Linked DNA regions of Sus scrofa: region 2 is linked to region 1. A link is a contact called in public promoter capture Hi-C data. All regions are on one chromosome and are shown on one strand. The core of a region is the stretch at or near the end of the contact, and the rest is flanking DNA. Distances in the headings are between cores, read along the strand shown.

What was found. Promoter capture Hi-C pulls out the DNA fragments that hold promoters and counts their contacts.
Region 2: a contact with region 1 is called in a promoter capture Hi-C map of liver, with 4 times the contacts expected there. The contact joins the promoter of CCDC134 here to the promoter of CENPM in region 1. A contact is called at or near these places in 1 of 5 promoter capture datasets (liver), 16 of 47 Hi-C or Micro-C datasets (alveolar macrophages, blood, embryonic fibroblasts and 7 more) and 1 of 2 datasets of contacts at active chromatin or transcription factors (skeletal muscle).

What each region holds. Positions count from the first base shown.
Region 1 is chr5:6,676,347-6,679,203 of Sscrofa11.1, reverse strand. CENPM (centromere protein M) reads right to left here and starts at 1,452. Exons shown (of 6, transcript NM_001159305.1): 1 at 1,340-1,452; 2 at 705-784. The coding sequence starts at 1,396.
Region 2 is chr5:6,799,394-6,802,250 of Sscrofa11.1, reverse strand. CCDC134 (coiled-coil domain-containing protein 134) reads left to right here and starts at 1,435. Exons shown (of 7, transcript XM_021091452.1): 1 at 1,435-1,565. It overlaps MEI1 (meiosis inhibitor protein 1), which reads left to right. Exons shown (of 36, transcript XM_021091442.1): 29 at 1-13; 30 at 202-314; 31 at 1,078-2,457. The coding sequence ends at 1,123.

The sequences.
Region 1 (2,857 bases), core at 203-2,702:
TGAGCTATGGGTTTGAGGTTTGTGGTTATGTGTTTGATGTTCTACAGCCTAAGAGCCTGGCAAGATAGGCAGAGCACAGATGGACCTATGAACAATCTTTATTTCAAGGGGAAGGTTATGTTCTTATTCTAACTAGTAAGGGGGCATTTCCAATTCCCATACAGGAAATACCCTCTAGATCAGGATCATTCTCCTTCAGTATAGAGCCCTGGAGCTATCTTTCTATCAGGAGAATAACACCCACACACATTCAGTCACTTGACTCCCCTCAGCAGCTGTTTCTACTCTTTTTCATTTAGAAAAAGGAAACAAAATAAACTTTTCAGTCAGCTTTTCTCCAAATTTGGGGGTTGTGTGAGCATCTACTTGGTACCACGTACTGGTCAAGGCACTGGGGAATCCCCAGGGAGCGAACGTCAAAGTCCCTGTCCTCAAGGGGGCTGACCTTGGGGTCCCTCAGGGTGGCAGACTGTTAACAAGTAAACAAACCAGAGAACAAGGAAATTTCTTACGGTGCCAAGTGCTAGAGAAAAGTAGAACAAGTGTGTGACAGAGAGTGGTGTAGGATACCTTAATCGGGGCCAGATCACGCGTTAGGGCGCCCAGAGGTTGGCGCCCGCCTCTCTGGCGGTCCCCTCACCCCCACCTCGCTCTCCCTCGCGCCCAGGTCAGCGATCGGACACCCTGGGCATAAGGTTACTTACACCTTCAGCTCCGAGGCACAGTCCTCCTTGAGCATCGAATCGGCCAGCTGCTGCAGAAGAGCATCCTCTGTGCCCACCAGCTGCGCAGAGAGCAAAGGCGACGGACTGATACCAGGGCATAGCAGTCCCGCTAGAGGGCCTGGGGATCAGGCCACAGACTCAAGACAGCTGCACCCCAAGATTCCGGCTCCAGCACGCGAGGCGCCCTTTACCGAGACGACTACAGAAGGCACGGGTGAGGATCAGAGGTTGGCACCTGCTCCGGTCCTGTCCGGTCTGCACTCACGACCTCTCCGGACCCTCCCTCGGATGGCCTCGTCTCTCCGGGAGGCCAGACCCCGCCACGCAGGAAAACCAAGTCTTGGACACCTCACACCCCGCACCCCGCCGCGCGCGGTCTCCCCGCCCATCCGTCCCACCAATCAGAAACTGGGAAAGAGTCTGCCGCGCACTTATTGGTGGACACGTCCCTCGGCCTCAAGAGGACCGCTATTCCGATTGGTTCAGAGCGTGACTCTCCCGCCCACCACACCCCTGCCAGAATAGCCCGCGCCAGGCACCTCGGAGAGCTCGGAGAGCGGAGGCGCAGCTTAGGAGGAAGGGCGGGCGGGGGAGTCGCGGCTGTTGACGCCTACCAATATGGTGGCCGTGTTCAGGCCCGGCAGCTTGTCCATCGGCCGCAACACCGACATCGCAATGACAGGCGAACCGCCGCTCCCGCGGTGCGCGCCGGGCTTTCAAACCGCCCGGTGTTCCGCCTCTACTGCGAGACCAAGGGTCACGTGACATTTCCCGGGCGGGGCTTCTTGGGGGCAGGACGAGGCCTCCTTAAAGGAACCGCTACCTGCTTTTCTGAGGGGGACGTTCCAGCGCTGGCCCTGGGCACATAAAGCGCTCCCTGAGCGAGAGGACTTTTATTTCAGTCCTGGGAGAAAGAAGACATTCAGTGATTCATTCATTCATTTTCGTTCATTCATCCTGCATTTGTAGTACTCCTGATGCCTTCCAAACCTGTCCTTCCCTCATCTTCTCCATCTCTATTGTGCAGCTGTTCCGAGCAAAACCTTGGGTCATTCTTGGCTCCTCTTCTCTGCACCTCCCATCCAATCTGTAAGCAAGCCTGTGGGTTCTGTTCTTAAAAGACAGCTGGGGGGTTTTGTTGTGGCGCAGCAGAAATGAATCCAACTAGTATCCACGAGCTTGTGGGTTCTATCCCTGGCCCCGCTCAGTGGCTTAAGGATCCGGTGTTGCTGTGAGGTCTGGTGTAGGTCGCAGACCTGGCTTGGATGTGTTGCTGCTGTGGCTGTGGCGTAGGCCAGCCGCTGGAGCTCCGATTGGACCCCTAGTCTGAGAACCTCCTTATGCCGCGGGTGTGGCCATAAAAAGCAACAAGAACAAGAAAGAAAGGAAGGAAGAAAGAAAGAGGCATCTAGAAGCTGACCATCTCTCACCACCCCCACTCCCCCACCAGGATAAGCCCCAGTTATTTCTCTTCCAGTCTATTCTAACAGCCTTCTCACTGTCTCCCTGCTACCACCCTGGTCTCCAAGGCTACTAGCTATTCTTCACGCAGCAGTCAGAGTTATCCTTTCAAAACAAATCAAAGCAGATACTTCTCTGGTCAAAACCCACCAATAGTTCCCCTTTCACTCAGAGTATACTGCAAAAGCCTTACATGGCCTTTGAGACTCGTGTGATCTTCTGCTCTTTTCCCTGCAATGTCAGCTCCAGGACCTCCGCCGCCCAGGGTTCCCTCTGGCTGAAATGCTCTTCTCCCAAATAGTCATTTTGTTTATTTCCTATCTTTGTGTTTCTGCTGCAATGTCACTTTATCAGAGGGGAGTTTCTTTTTTTCTTCTTTCTTTTGCTTTTTTAGGGCTGCAGGTGAAGCATATGGAAGTTTCCAGGCTAGGGGTCGAATCAGAGCTGCCTCTGCCAGCCTGTACCACAGCCACAGCAACACAGGATCCGAGCCACAGCTACGCCACAGCTCACAATAACGCCAGATCCTTAATCCACTGAGTGAGGCCAGGGATCATTCCCACATCCTCACAGAGACTACATCAGGTCTTTAACCCACTGAGCCACAATGGGAACTCCAGGAGGAGCCAGTTTAGGTCAGAGGAGAACCTGCTAAGAAGGTGATGAATGAG
Region 2 (2,857 bases), core at 186-2,685, 120 kb before region 1:
CTTCTTCCTGCAGGTGGGTTGGAAAGGGGTGCCATGTAGCCACTGGGAGGCCAGATCCTCTATACCATCTTTTCTGTGGAGGGTGGGAACTTGGGTCACAGCAGCCCACGGGAGGTCAGGAGCACGGGGTGAAGCGGAGCGGGGGCCCGTATAGAGTGGGCACTGAGAGAGCCTGCCTTCTCTACCCTCTTCTCCTCCCAGGTCCAGAGCATGGGCCTCCTGGCTGATCACAGCATGGCCCAGACCCTGCGGGCCTCCTTGCAAGGCCTTTCCCCCAGGGCCTCCATGGTCCAGCCACCCCTGCAGGACATGCTGTATCCTTTCTTGCATCTGGGAGCTTTGGCCTGGGCAAGGTCACCCAGGCTGTGGCATCATGCTTCAGGATAGAGAGGTACACTGTCTACAGCCCTGTCCTCTAAAGCAAGCAGGGGTCAAAGAGAATAATTAATAGTGGTGGCAATGACAATGACTTCTTCTATTTATTAGGTTCCTACGAAGAGCCAGTTAGACATACTATGTCTAATCCTCGCAGTAGCTAGAAGTGTTAATGCAGTTGTAACAGATCAGAGAAGTTAAATGACATGCCCAGAATCACACAGTGATAGCATCAGGATTTGACCCTAAATCTGCCCATCTCCAAAGTCACATCACCAAACTCAGAAGGAGCTACTCCTTACCCAGGAGCTTTGGAGAAGCTGCCCTAAGTGCAACATGGGGGATGCTGGATGACTGCCATGTCCCTGAGAAAGCCTGGGGCTGTGGGCAGTGGTCGCAGGCCCTCAGAGGGGTTGTCGTGGTGCTGCAGAGACACTTTGGTCTGGAGGTGTGTGTGTGGGGAGGGTGTCTCCTTCCCACCCCTACCAGCTGCACCCTGGCTTTCCTCCTTCATGGAACAGTTCCCCAATGTACAGCAACTACCTACCCCAGCGTTCAGCTCCCAATTTTAGGATCCACCCCACTATTCTCAAGAGCAACTCTGCTCTTGTCTGACCATTTTGCCCCTTCGGAGCCCTGGAAGTGTGGTTCTCCCGTGGTTGCCCCACCTCTCCGCTGTTCTCCTCTCATGTTTGCTGCCAGCTGCCTGGAAGGGGTGGCTGTATCCCTGTCCCACATCAGAGACTGACCCTCAGGAACTGAAGGCCTGGAAATGGAGAGAGCGGAGACCTGGAGAAGACGAAGTCAGGGCACAGTGGTTGGGTGGAAATGGGTGACACGTGCAGCTGTTCACCTGGAGACATTTACTCCACCACTGAAATTGAATAGGGAAATAAAGTGATGCACTGGCCAACCTGTATGGGCTCTCCAAAAACTTGCCTCCCTCCAGCTGGTTCTGCAGCCCAGGTGGATGGCTTCCTTGGGGAGTGAGGGGCGGGGTTTGTTCTGGTAACACCAGCACCAGCTGCTTGCCTCAGGTGCAGACACCAGTCAGGCCATCCTGGGGGCTGGAGGGGCAGAAGGCGGCTATGTATTTGATGCTCTTGTGATCCAAGTGCTCTGGGAAGTACTGTACCTGTTGCTTCAGGTCATGTGAAGGTGGAGAGAGGTACAGTTACCAGTCAAGGAAGGTAAGTGGGTCAAGCCTTTCCCAGACTTCCTAGCTGAGGGAAACTGTTCTAGGCAGCCCTTCCCCAGCTGAAGTAGGTCTCCTGTGTTTATTGCCCGTAGGGCCCTCCTTTGAGCTTGTATTTGTGTGCCCACGTGTGTGGTTCTCTTAAGGTCTGCGCTCCACAGCTGCCCGCTCCTGTTCTGAATGCAGCCCACCAGAACCTTTAGCTCCCTTTCCATCTGTCTGCCAGGGGCCCCAGTGCCTGTAGCTGGCTATCCCTTACTGGCCCTACACGAATCGGGGCTGAACTCTGCTAACTATAGGACAGAGAAGGATCCGACGAAATTGGTTTAGAACTTGGTGGACCGGGGCGGGGGCGGGGGGGGGGGGCGAGCAGGGGACGCCTGGACTCTGCACTGCAGGTTACTGAGAAAGTCACAACAAACTGATCAGCACAACTGCAGTTTGAAAAACCCTCAGCTGACTAAACGGTTTCGGGAGGGCGCGAGGAAGGTCGCCGGGCCGGCAGGGTCAAGGCCCCGGTAGGCTGACACGTCCTTTAACGTTAGGCACAGACCCCAAGCTGACCACTTCCTCCAACCCGATCTTAACACGCGCCACGTGTGTAAGCCGCGGCGTGTGGTGGGCTGGGCGAGACAGGCGGACAGCCCGCAGGACTCGTGCCGGAGCCTACGGGGCGGGGCCGGAGGTGAGGTCAGCGAACGGCTGTCGCGGTCCGCGCTCATTGGTCAGGAGCGGCACGGTGGGCGGAGCGGCGCTCCTGGTCCCGCGCTGCTGTTCTCTGGCTCTCAAGAGGTTCCGCGACTCTGCTGATCGCTCGCAGACCCTCGAGTTGAGCTCCGCCGAGCTGCACGCCGACTGCCTGCCCACTCGCCAGCGGCGCCGGACTGGTAGGTGAGGACGGAGCGCTAGACAGGCAGGCTCCCGGAGGGGGAGGTTACAACCGAGGGCCCAGAACTGGCCGCAGGTGGTGGTGGGGGGCGGTCCGCGGACCCAGGATACCTCTCATTGGAAAGGCTCGTTTTCCTCCCGGAGCTCTAAAGGCTTTGGGCAGCAACCCTGGTGTGGTGAGCCCGGGTAGCCGGTTCAGAATCCACTACAAGCGACCTCTGCAGAATGGGTTCAGAATCGCACGCTGAGCCAGGAAGAGCTCTGGGGACTCTAGGGGCCAGGAGCGGGATTGAGAGGCTGGAGAAGTGGGAGTAACGGTGGAGAAAGCAGGATCTGCCACCACGCAGTAGGCTTTTTCGGCTTTCCTTTCCCACTGCTGATCCGTTTCAGTCATTACCA